Linked DNA regions of Bicyclus anynana: region 1 is linked to region 2. A link is a contact called in public Hi-C data. All regions are on one chromosome and are shown on one strand. Each heading gives the region's core, a stretch centred on a gene start, on an enhancer-like site or on the middle of the called end of the contact. The rest is flanking DNA. Distances are from core to core; before and after follow the strand shown. Region 1 holds the start of LOC112053315 (phosphoacetylglucosamine mutase). Region 2 overlaps LOC112056252.

Region 1 (5,886 bases), core at 400-2,899, 180 kb after region 2:
ATCCACGCATTATTTCCACGGACCGCCACTATATACCCCGAGTAGTTCGAGAAGCCATTGAAATTCGAAAATACAAAAATTTCAATCGGGAAGATGGTTTCAAACTAGCCAGCGAGTGGAACCCGGTGGTAGAATTGTGCAAACCAAGAGGGCGCCGCGATACGCATAATAACAAAAGCGATGTCGTGAGTGTGGTTTGCCTAAACAGCCAAAAACGCGAGGTCGTTGAAAAAAGAAAAAGAACAAGAAAGAGGGTAGATCGATTTTGCCCCTAACAGCTGACTTCACTTCTCATCTCGCAACTTCAGTCCCGTCGTGACCACGATCCATGCAACTGGGTCGAAATATCGACAATAAAAATCTCGTCGTTTTATCGTGGTATGTACCCGTTTAAATATCATTCATAATGTATTAACACTCACTAACAACACAACAACATCTTCTGTCTGACATGTTCTCCATACCCACTAAATATTTTATGAAAAATTACACTACTTTTGTATGATGAGTGAGTTGTTGCACAAATCACCAAGACGGCAAAACAGCGTGACATTAAGAACGTTGCACAACAAAGAACTGAACTTAAGTCACCAATCAACCTCTTGTTCAATAATATCACTGTCAACAAAATCTCCATTTTACGATAATAAATGTAAATATGAATGTTATCACCTTTATGTATTTAGGAACTCGTAAAATTGTTGCCCACAATCTACAATCTATGAGAATATTTCTTTATCCAAAACGCTTCATTTATTAAGCTCCAAAAATAGATTTTTTTTTGCTTTTCACCAATAGGAGCCCATTTAAATAGCCCACTACCAGTACTGGACCAATGACCATTATTCATTTATCTATTGAAGTTAAATTTCCATTTAAGAAAAATACGTCACGTCATTAATTAATTTAACATTGTTAGAACAACACTATATTTTTTTAGTTTTAAATTATTCTTTGTTAATTTTCAATTTGTTTTATATTGTGTGCATTTCTTCTTCTTCTTCAATAATTTGGTGGACGCTATCATCCACTTTGAGATCCTCTGACCTTCAGATTTCTTTTTCAGACGGAACGAGCCCTCGGCGAGGACTTAGTATTAAATTAGCCAGTAGCCTTGATGAGGTCGTGACTAACTGGTATCTACCTACTTATTCCTATATTTTACTAATAATGACAAGAAATAAAATCCGAAAGTACATGCCTCATCAATTCACCCATTAGATTTCTTATAGATAATAATTACCTATGAAAAACTTTATTGGTCAACGTGTAAAAAAAGGAAAGATTCAAGGGACTCCAAAGCTTTTCACGTTTTCCCACCGTTTTTCAATCAAAACATAGAAAATCGAAGTTACATTAATCTTACCTACCTTATGCCCTCTGTTGTCAAAGTAATTGAACTTTTAAAATATAAAAGGGGTTCATTTCAAGGTTTGAAATATGAGAGCGTGGTGCGCCATCTAGTATGTAATAGCATTATTACTATGCAAACCTTACATCAAAACAAAAAAAAAGTAAATATTATGCGACAAAATTCATAGATCATAAAATTGTTGTTAAACGTGTAATAGTTAAATTACTTTTACAAATGGGCGGTTAACTTTTTATCGACTGACTGACACTTTGACATTTGAACATGACAAAAATAGTAATAACTCGCCGCTGTCATAGCGGGAATGTGGAAATCTGGTTTGTTGATTCAAAGTGATTGTATCTGAATTATCGGCCTTATAAAATAATTTCGCCGAACAGAATGCCGCCGAGTAGCCTTCGAGTCGTATACGCGTTCGCCAGGGAGATGCATCCAAAAACTACGGACGTATTCATTGAATATGGCACAGCTGGGTTCCGAACCAAGTAAGTCCAGTGCAATTTATACAATAAAAAAGTCAATAAATGGTTTTCCCCAATTCTAAACCTATGTCTAAGTGATGATATTACGAAACTAGTCATTTCACTTTCAAGTTTTTTCTGCTTGTCACGTAAGCACTATTGAAGGATGTACGTCCTTATAAGAAACTATTGTCGCAAATTGTGACTCATTTACTAGTAAGCGTATGACAATTTATAACGGGAAGTAGCCGAGATTATGGTCGATGACACCTCGTTAAACAATAAGCGGTTATACACATCCATTCAAGCTTTTTACACACAAAAAAGTACACAACAATCATGTATCGTGTTGCATTGTCGTAAAATACCGTCTACGTAATTACAAATGCAACTCTGACCTTGGAATTAATTGTGGAATGTTGATATTAACCTGTACTAATCATTCTACGTGAACTAACATGCATTTTGTAATTAGTTAATTAGATTTGAAAATGTTTAAATATACATTTTTGATTAATAAAATGGTATTTGGTTGAAACTTGGTTGATTTTATCCCCCTTAAAACATACAGAAATTAGTGTGTATTTGAGCATGTACTTATTAACCTAGTATTTAAGTATTTATTAGATACTTACTTACAAGATATAGAGTCATTTGAACATATTGAAATAAAATTATTGCAAGTGTTTACTTCTATACAATATTTTTCTTCTATAAAATTTTTAAAAAGTTATGTCATCTCTACCACTGGTTTGCCAGTAACTCAGCAGTTGCTCTTTTAGAAAAAAGTTTTATATAGTAGCAGCAGAAAAAGACAGCTTTAGCAGACACCCTGCGGTTCCACCAGCCAAAACTCCCATTCGTGGGAATACAGGGATAAAATATAGACTATGACATTCACAAATAATGTGGCTTTCTGTTGGTTCAAACATTTTGAAATAGATTTTGAAGATCCTAAAATAATCCCTAAACTGACAAACCCACAAAGTTTACATCTTCATTATATTAGTATGTAAATCATCCCTTGTCATTGCTTCTGCAGTTAGCTGGTCAATTTGAAGTCCTGTGCCTGATCTTTCACTGGTTGTGTCGGTCTGCCGTCCCATCAGACTATGAGAGTGAGGGTAAAGAGAGTGCACTTGTGTTTGTGCACACACTTGTGCACTATAAAATCTCCTGTCTACTCGGTTAATCTCACTGTGGGATTGGCTGCGGCTAATATGAAAATATATTGGTTTGAGAGCATATTATTAATATTATTACTTTATAATAATAATAATAATAATAAAGCTTTTTTTTAATTCCCATTTAGATAGTAGTAATCAGTATCTTAAAACTATTCCAATTAATCTATATATTAAATAATTAATTATATTATGTACTAGTTAATAATGGGCCCCTTCGGGTATAAGCCTCCTCCATTTGTCCCTTTCTTTTGTGAGTTCCATCCAATCTTGGCCAGTGGTAATTATTACTTTATACCACCCATATATTATAACACCCACTAGCAATTTTTGCAGAAGAAAGCAGAGCTAATAATTGCTTCCAACTTTGTCATCAATATTCTCCAGACCTTTCCACTCTACTCGATCTCTAGCCTGGAGTCTGGAGGAGGCCTATGTCGAAAGACAACCTGATTGCTCTGGTGTATAAATTAGGTAATAGTATTAGGTATATCATATGTATTCAGTAATCAGAGAATAAAGGCTATTTTTATTTATTTTTTATTATTGTCATCAATATAGTTATGAATCCAAAACTGTTCTATAATTTATGAAAATAGTATTCAAAACCAAAAATAGTTTCAATAAAAGTTGCCTGGGTATGCATACAAAGGCAGCAACTGTCCAAAATGGTTCCAAAATATTTGGGCAAGCAGCCAAGCACTCTGCTTTATAGACATGTAATAGATTCCTTATCAAACACTTAGTTATTGATTGTTATAGATCAGACAGTTATAAAAATAGTATGTTTTCAGTCTTCTAAAATATAATATTTTATACTATCTATACACAAATTTTTGTTTGTTTAGCTGAACACATTAATCTCAAAAATTGGTTTGAATTGAAATTTTTTCGCTATTGGATTGATAGATAGAAAGTAATGTGATTAAAAGTAGAAAATTTCTTGTTTCGGCAGTGGATATTGTTAATGTGGATTTGGAAAATGTCAAGAAATGGGCTGATGCACATGGCCTACTTGTAAATCCTGGAAAGTCGCAGGCCATGATTGTAGGAGGTCGACAATTACGGAGTCGTATTCATTTTAAAAATTTATCTCCTATAGTATATGACGGCACACCAATACCCTTGTCAAATACAGCAAAAAATCTTGGGCTGAAAATTGACTGTAACTTATCGTGGTCTGGCCACATAAATGAGGTTAGTAGGCGGATCCATTTTTCGCTTCATTCCCTTAAGCGTTTCCAAAATTTTCTTCCTTTACGTACTAAAATCTTACTTGCCCAATCCCTTCTCCTTCCTATTCTTGACTACGCTGACGTTTGTTATTTAGATGCGACAGAGGAGCTACTCGACAAACTCGATCGACTTCAGAATTTGTGCATCCGATTTATATACGGATTGCGCAAATTCGACCGTATTTCTTATTTCCGTAATAAACTGAAGTGGCTCCCTATTCGTCATCGCCGGAATATCCATATACTCACGACGCTGTTCAAAATCTTAAACACCTCTTCTCCTTCCTACTTGCGGGAGCTCTTCCGCGAATCCCCACGCCGTCTCAGACCGGTGCGTTCGTGTGTAAAATTAAAATCTCTATCTGTGCCTCCCTATAACACTGTTTTTTGTGCTAAATCTTTTTCAGTTATCGCAGCGCGTCTGTGGAACTCACTACCTGATACCATTTTCAAAAAAAACCCATCAGTTGATACCTTCAAACATCGACTTCGTGAACACTATCTTTCTTTATCATCATAGATATATTATATGTATGTATGTATATATGTATTTATTTAGTTATTATTTTTATATAGTATTGATATGTACTGTTATAATTTATATATTTATTTCAATTTATTTATTAGTGTTATTTTTAATGTATTTAATATTATTTACTTTTATTATTTATGTATTAAGTATAATATGTTTTCTCTCTTTTTTTTCTGTTGTACCTATCCATTTCTTTTGTTTAAAATCTCTCCCACTGCCAAGGGTCACTGGCAGAGATCTCTTATAGAGATAAGTGTTTCCTTGTTCACTGTTTTTCTTTTTTACTTTTGTGTGTTACTATTATTGGTACAAAATAAATAAAAAAAAAAAAAAAAAAAAAAAAAAAAATTTGTTTTTTTTTTTAGACTGTTGAGTTTCTTGCCAGTTTCTTCTAAGCAGAACCTGCCTTCCGAACCGGTGGTAGAATCTTTACAAATAGTCAACTGATCTGTCAAAAGTGCTTGTAAACTGAGCCTACTTTTATTAAATGATTTTTGATTTTGATTTTACACCAGTTTATTGAAAGAACATATAAGTACTTTTTGATTTGTTTCAATTTAAGTAATTTGAGTTTGTATGTGTTTGTAGTTTTAATTAAAAAAAAGCATACAAAAAAGCAAAAAGCATACTGTAGCAACAAATAGTCACATAAATATTGGACATAAGGAAAATGATTACTAGAGAAAATCATGTGACCTTAAAATTATAGATTATGTGAAAGTTTGTATAACCATTTATTATCTTTTTACACAAAAACTACTGGACGGATTTGGCTGAAATTTAGAATAGCGATAGGTTATACTCTGGATTAACACTTATATTACTTTTTAAACCAGAAAAATCACAGGTGTCCATTTTAAATAATAAAAAAATCTCTAATATCTAGCTTAAGTATTTATGTATTGTGTAAATAACAATGATTTCTGCATGATATTATGACAGGTTTATTAATTATATTGCTTGCGTAAATGTATACCGGTTTGGTTTAGTAATTCTTGTAATCACATAATCCAATTGCTTTCACTATCAGTTGAGTAAATGTGATATTGATTATAACTTGTTGTGTTTATCAGATTGATAACAAAAACTAATTTGCAGTGTA
Region 2 (6,039 bases), core at 326-2,825:
CTGCTAATCACTAAATTAATTTTCTTTTTTTTTTGTTCTTTATTTAAATCGTTTTGTTATTAAGTTTTGTACTTGTAGAAACTAATTTTATTACCAGTTCAGGAAATAACATTCCAGCTAGTTACTAAACTTGCTAATGTGAATAGGTATAAGATATGATTAACAAAATATTTTTTTTCCATATATTTGCTCTTCTTTTTTTTATATTTGCTTATTAAACTGCTCAAAGACTAATCAAATACCTAATTCTGGTTGCACCCTCAGAAATTCTTATTGTCACCCTGTTACCTACCACAAACAGGGTTTTTTATTAAGTTGGGCATCTCATCAACATAAAGTTCATCATCATCACAATCAGCTGATGGACATCCACTGTTAGACATAGGCTTTTTTTTAATTTCTAAACAACATGGTTTTGGACCCCAGGCATCCAGTGGCTACTAGCCTAATACCTTCAGTCTAACAAGATGAAGTTGTTTTTGTTTGGGAGACATTAATTACCACCCTACCTGCAAAGATGTACCACCAACCGATTTAGTGTTCTGGTACATGTAGAAACCGAAAGCTGTGTGGATTTTCATGCTCCTAACAAGTCAGCCTGCTTCCATCTTAGATTGCATCATCACTTACCATCAGGTGAGATTGTAGTCAAGGGCTAACTTGTAAAGAATTAAAAAAAACTTGCTGACAATTGTCAGTAGGTTTTTTTTATGCCTGCATGATAATCAGGATTAAAAGAAAGTCCTCTAATCATCGAAATATATATTAAACCATTGTGGAAAATGGGAAAGCAACATTATTACATTGTTTTCTGATTTTTCATGTAAAATTTTCAATTCTCTCTTAACTATTTTAATATAATTTTCTTTAGTAGGCAACATATCTACATCTATGTCCAATATAGTAACCAAGTTACTAAGACTATAAGTATATAAGATGGATATGGTTGATTTGGTCTTCAATTTTACATTCTGAATGAAAGAAAATATGAAATTCTCTATATGAGTATTGAAATGTGTCATTATAAGCAAAGAATTCAGTATACTAGTACAAATTTGGAAACATTCAGTTGAAACTGAACAAACTTCAACTAATGATTTTAGTTCTTTATTTGAAAACAGTGTCTCAATATCAATATCATTTTGAAGTAACTTAAGAGATTTATTAAGTAACAGATGTTCAATTTTGGGTTTCATTTTAATAGCTATTTTATTGTAAAAACTTGGTTCTTGTGAAAGGTCATTGTTCCATAAATTTTGAATGACAGTTTGGGTTTTTTGATCATCATTCCAGTGTAAGACATCTTTTATAATGTTTTCAGAGTAAATTACATTGTTGTTTAAATTTAACAACGCTTGCAGTACTTCCGGGTTGACGCTTGACCCAAAACTGGTATTATGATTCACAGATTTTGAATTTAGAATTAAGAATGAGTCAAGTTGTTTATCAATGTTTTTGGTTCCGGTCGATTTTGTTAGTTGTTTTTCGTAAAACGATGTCAATACTTCGGTCAAGTCTTCGTCTATTTCCACGTGTCTATCGGGTGCTGTTTTACACATACTACGTAAACTTTTCAACATTGCTGTTCTCACTTTCTGTATTTTACCAATTTCATTGTTTCTGTCCAGTGTTTTCACTATACTGTTTGAAACCGCCATCGTAATATTTCTGTCCAGCAAAGGGTTTGAGTATATAAGTTTTGGACACACTTCGTTATTGAGTTTGAACAATTTGTCTATTGTTTCCTTGCTCATGTTGAAAGAATGTAAAAAATATACACATTACACAATAAAATCTCGATTAACAAATCCACATCCACAATTTATCTAACATTTAGCGTTTGTTTTGACGTTCACGTTTGGAATTTGGATAAATATTTTGTTTTGGCAATTGGCATGGCATATTGACATTGACACTTGACAGCCATCCTGTGAGGATTTAATCTTCTTTGAGCTTAAATTTCCACCTTAATACTTTTTAAATAGATACCCTTTGTAGATACCTTAATATTAAATAGCTAATATTTAATGTATAAAATGTTAATTAAATCTATTTAAATGATGAATACTGTAAGATTAAATAGAAGCAATTTTGTAGTGCCATCTGTTGATCAGTAGTAAATTGTTTTTCTGGCAGCTATTTTATTAGCGACATCTAGTAAATGGCAAGAAAATAACTTTATTATAATAATTCTAGATGGCATTGCATGTAAATATACGCTTGAAGTTGCAATTTAGAGATTAGTTCCGTACGTACCCTCCATTGTCTATTGTTGTGTAACTCTACTCTGATTCGAGCTAAAGCTCTCTTGTATATAAGTACCACTTAAACTAAATTACGAGGCATGCACTTTGACACTAATGTCCAAGCTTTCTTAACATTAGAAATCACGAACAGCCCATAAAACGTTTTAATAAACACCCATTAAATTTCAAATTCCGTAACACAGGGAACAATCGTTTTACTTTCTAAAAATTGTGCCGAAATAGGTAGGTATCTACCTAGATAGGTGCCAATTATTAGGTAGGTACCTCAAAAATTATTACATATAGTGTTTTTGTAATTAGGACTTTACATGGCCTGGAAATATGCTAGCGAAGCTAATGTTTATGTAGGTAGCCTATATACCCCGTAGCCCGTAGGTTAGGTAAGTACCTATTCTATTATAGTGTGGAAAACGGAATACTCATCCCAGGGTTCCCAACTTAGCGGTTTTCCCCCAGATTTAGGGGGCAAATAAGTGAAATGGGATTTTTTTAGGGGTCTGAAATTTTTAGGGGTATTTTGACTCTTTAATATTTTTAAATTGATGATAATTTTAATATTTCTTTCTTGGCCTAGCGACTTATAACGACATATAATACGTTATTCTACAACCTCTACAACTACAACTCTGAGGCAACTGGCGGCAATTTTCATCGAATATAAAAAAAAATGGTAAATTTATTCATTGTCAACATGTATGATTTGAAAAAAATCTGAATCTTCAGATAAAGACGTAGTATTTTGTCTGTATTAAATATAGACTTTTGAAACATATTACAGCATATTATTTCTAAATTATTATGAATTTATATTTTTTAGGGGGACAACAATTAAGGTGATTTTAGGGGTTTTTGACACAAACTTTAGGGATAAATATTTTGGAGAGTTGGTAACACTGCCATCCCCGGCCTTAGCCTACCCTAACCAGTAACCACCCGACAGTTTCTTATACCTATACCTATCTAAACTAGACACCTAATTCTATTTTAATTATGAAAACATTACATAATAAAAAAGTTTGCTTTAACGTTTTACGACATTTTTAATTCACCTATAGTTGGATCCCAACGTGGACAGGCAAAGATCGTTGACCATAGGTACAGCCAAAGTTTTACGACATTTTTGGCGGGCATCTGCAATAAATACCTATTATAAACTACCAAATGGCCGCAACTTCGAATGCGTGAATATTTTTTTAGGTCGGTAGGTATGTAGTTCCAAACAATCTATTAAAGATCAACAAGACATCATGTTATTCCGTTTAATAATACCGAAGTAGGTACCTATAGATTTCCCATCTAGGGACACCAGAGATGACAGAAAAAAATTAACACACAAATTAAGCAATTTCAGCATTCGAGAGTTGATTGATATATTGGTGTTATTCATCATCATCATCATCATATCAGCCGATGGACGTCCACTGCAGGACATAGGCCTTTTGTAGGGACTTCCAAACATCACGATCCTAAACCACCTGCATCCAGCGAATTTCTGCGACTCGCTTGAAGTCGTCAGTCCACCTGGTGAGGGGGTCTACCAAGACTGCGCTTACTAGTGCGGGGTCCATTCCAGCACTTTGAGACCCCAACGTCCATCGGCCCTTCAGATTATGTGCCCCACCCATTGCCACTTCAGCTTCGCAACTCGTTGAGCTATGTCAGTGAATTTAGTTCTTCTGCGGATCTCCTCATTTCTGATTCGATCACGCAGAGATACTCCTAACATAGCTCGTTCCATCGCCCGCTGTGTGACTCTGAGCCGTCTTATGAGGCCCATAGTTAGCGACCAAGTCTCGGAATCATAGGTCATCACTGGCAACACGCACTGTTCGAAGACTTTTGTCTTCAGGCACTGAGGAATTTCAGACGATAGGTGTTGTTATTAACATTAAAAAAATATATAGGTATATTATTCTTTGACTGGGGGGTCCACAGGGGTTGATTGCAAGTACATAATCAAGTCACCTTAATCCGACACTGAGTGTACTCGTATGTATCGAGTACTAGCCGACGCCCGCGACTTTGTCCGCGTGAAACTCGATGTAAACTTTCAACTACCCCTATCCTACCCCTACTCTACCCCTAGCCTACCCCTACCCTTACTCTACTCCTACCCACCCCTACCTTACTTTTCTGGTTGATTTTGTACACCTTGTGTCCGAAAAACTCAAATATCTTACGGAACCCTATTATTTTCCAAAATAAAATTTAACCTTTGTTACTTGTGGATAATGTAGCTTTCGAATGGTGAAAGAATTTTTAAAATCGGTCCAGTAGTTTTTGAGCCTATTCATTACAATCAAACAAACAAACAATCAAACATACAAACAAAGTTTTCCTCTTTATAATATTAGTATAGATGTAACTTCTCTACAGTTGCACTTATTTCATTACCTTATAAGGCAATAGAGCGAGACAGCGGTAGTCTGTCCGCCCGCGGGCGGGGCGAGGCGCACTGAGGTCTCTATGTGAGGTCCCGAAACTAATTTATTAACGGACCCCACATACAGTGCCCGCCACTTTCCAAACCATTCACAAAATAACCGTATACAGCTTAATATTGTTATGATGTATGGTGTTGGATAGCCTAATGGATATAATGGGTTGTGATGTGTGAGGTTTAGGTACTAGAGGGGGTTCAATCCAATGCTACTAAAACTGTTAAGTCATGTGCTTTTTTAGCAATTATCAATATTCTTAATATACACTTTTTTTTTATTTTATTCTTTACAAGTTAGCCCTTGACTACAATCTCACCTGATGGTAAGTTATGATGCAGTCTAAGATGGAAGCGGGCTAACTTGTTAGAAGGAGTATGAAAATCCACACCCCTTTTCGGTTTCTACACGACATCGTACCGGAACGCCAAATCGCTTGGCGGTACGTCTTTGTCGGTAGGGTGGTAACTAGCCACGGCCGAAGCCTCCCACCAGCCAGACCTGGACCAATTAAGAAAATCTCAATCTGCCCAGCCGGGGATCGAACCCAGGACCTCCGTCATCTAAATCCACCGCGCATACCACTGCGCCACGGAGGTCGCCAAAACACTAATATAAACGCGAAAATTTGTATGGATGTTTGGATGTTTGTTACTCTTTAACGCCGATACTACTGAAGCGATTTGGTTGAAGTTTAGAATGAAAATAGATTTTACTCTGGATTACCACATACTTTTCATCCCGAAAAAATCCATGGTTTCCCGAAATTTGCGAAAACTGATTTTGATGATATGAATGTTTGTTACTCTTTCACGCCTCGACTAGGTACTGAACCGAATTAGCTGAAATTTGGTATTGAGATATATTATAGCCTAGAGTAACACAAAGGCTACTTTTTATCCCGAAAAATTCCATGGTTCCTGAGGGATTTGCGAAAAACTAAATACCACGCGGACGAAGTCGCGGGCGTCCGCTATTACTTAATAAGGAAGGTAGTCAATTTTAGCAAGTAAACTATCGTGAGTGTTATTCATATTTATATTAATTGAATATAAAACACAATGATTATTTTATCTATAGATATGTTACATGCCTAAAAAATCACCGCAAAAAGTGATCCGAATTTAGCGACCCCACTGAGCACAAACATGCACAATTTTGTATTTACTTACATTAGGTATATAATACTAGCTGACCCGGTCAAGCTTAGCTTCTTCCCTACCTAACCTACCCCTACAAATGCTCCATACAAACTTCCACCCCCCATTTTAGGTTAGAAAGTGACAAAAAGTAGCATATGTCACTCTCCATCCTTTCAACTGTCTCCACTTAGA

The links. A called contact is a pair of places that touch in the nucleus more often than the background predicts.
Region 1: a Hi-C map of whole body shows a contact between it and region 2, with 5 times the contacts expected there. The contact joins the promoter of LOC112053315 here to the enhancer-like site in region 2. A contact is called at or near these places in 2 of 2 Hi-C or Micro-C datasets (whole body and whole larva).

The regions. Positions count from the first base shown.
Region 1 is chr24:7,312,062-7,317,947 of ilBicAnyn1.1, forward strand. It overlaps LOC112053315 (phosphoacetylglucosamine mutase), which reads left to right and starts at 1,650. Exons shown (of 13, transcript XM_052889015.1): 1 at 1,650-1,857. The coding sequence starts at 1,754.
Region 2 is chr24:7,131,931-7,137,969 of ilBicAnyn1.1, forward strand. It overlaps LOC112056252, which reads left to right. Exons shown (of 4, transcript XM_024096647.2): 4 at 1-185. Among protein-coding and RNA genes, the nearest start is that of LOC112056252, 9.1 kb to the left of the region's middle. Within about 2 kb of position 1,576, at least 8 of the 8 cell types and tissues checked have open chromatin away from gene starts, as enhancers often do.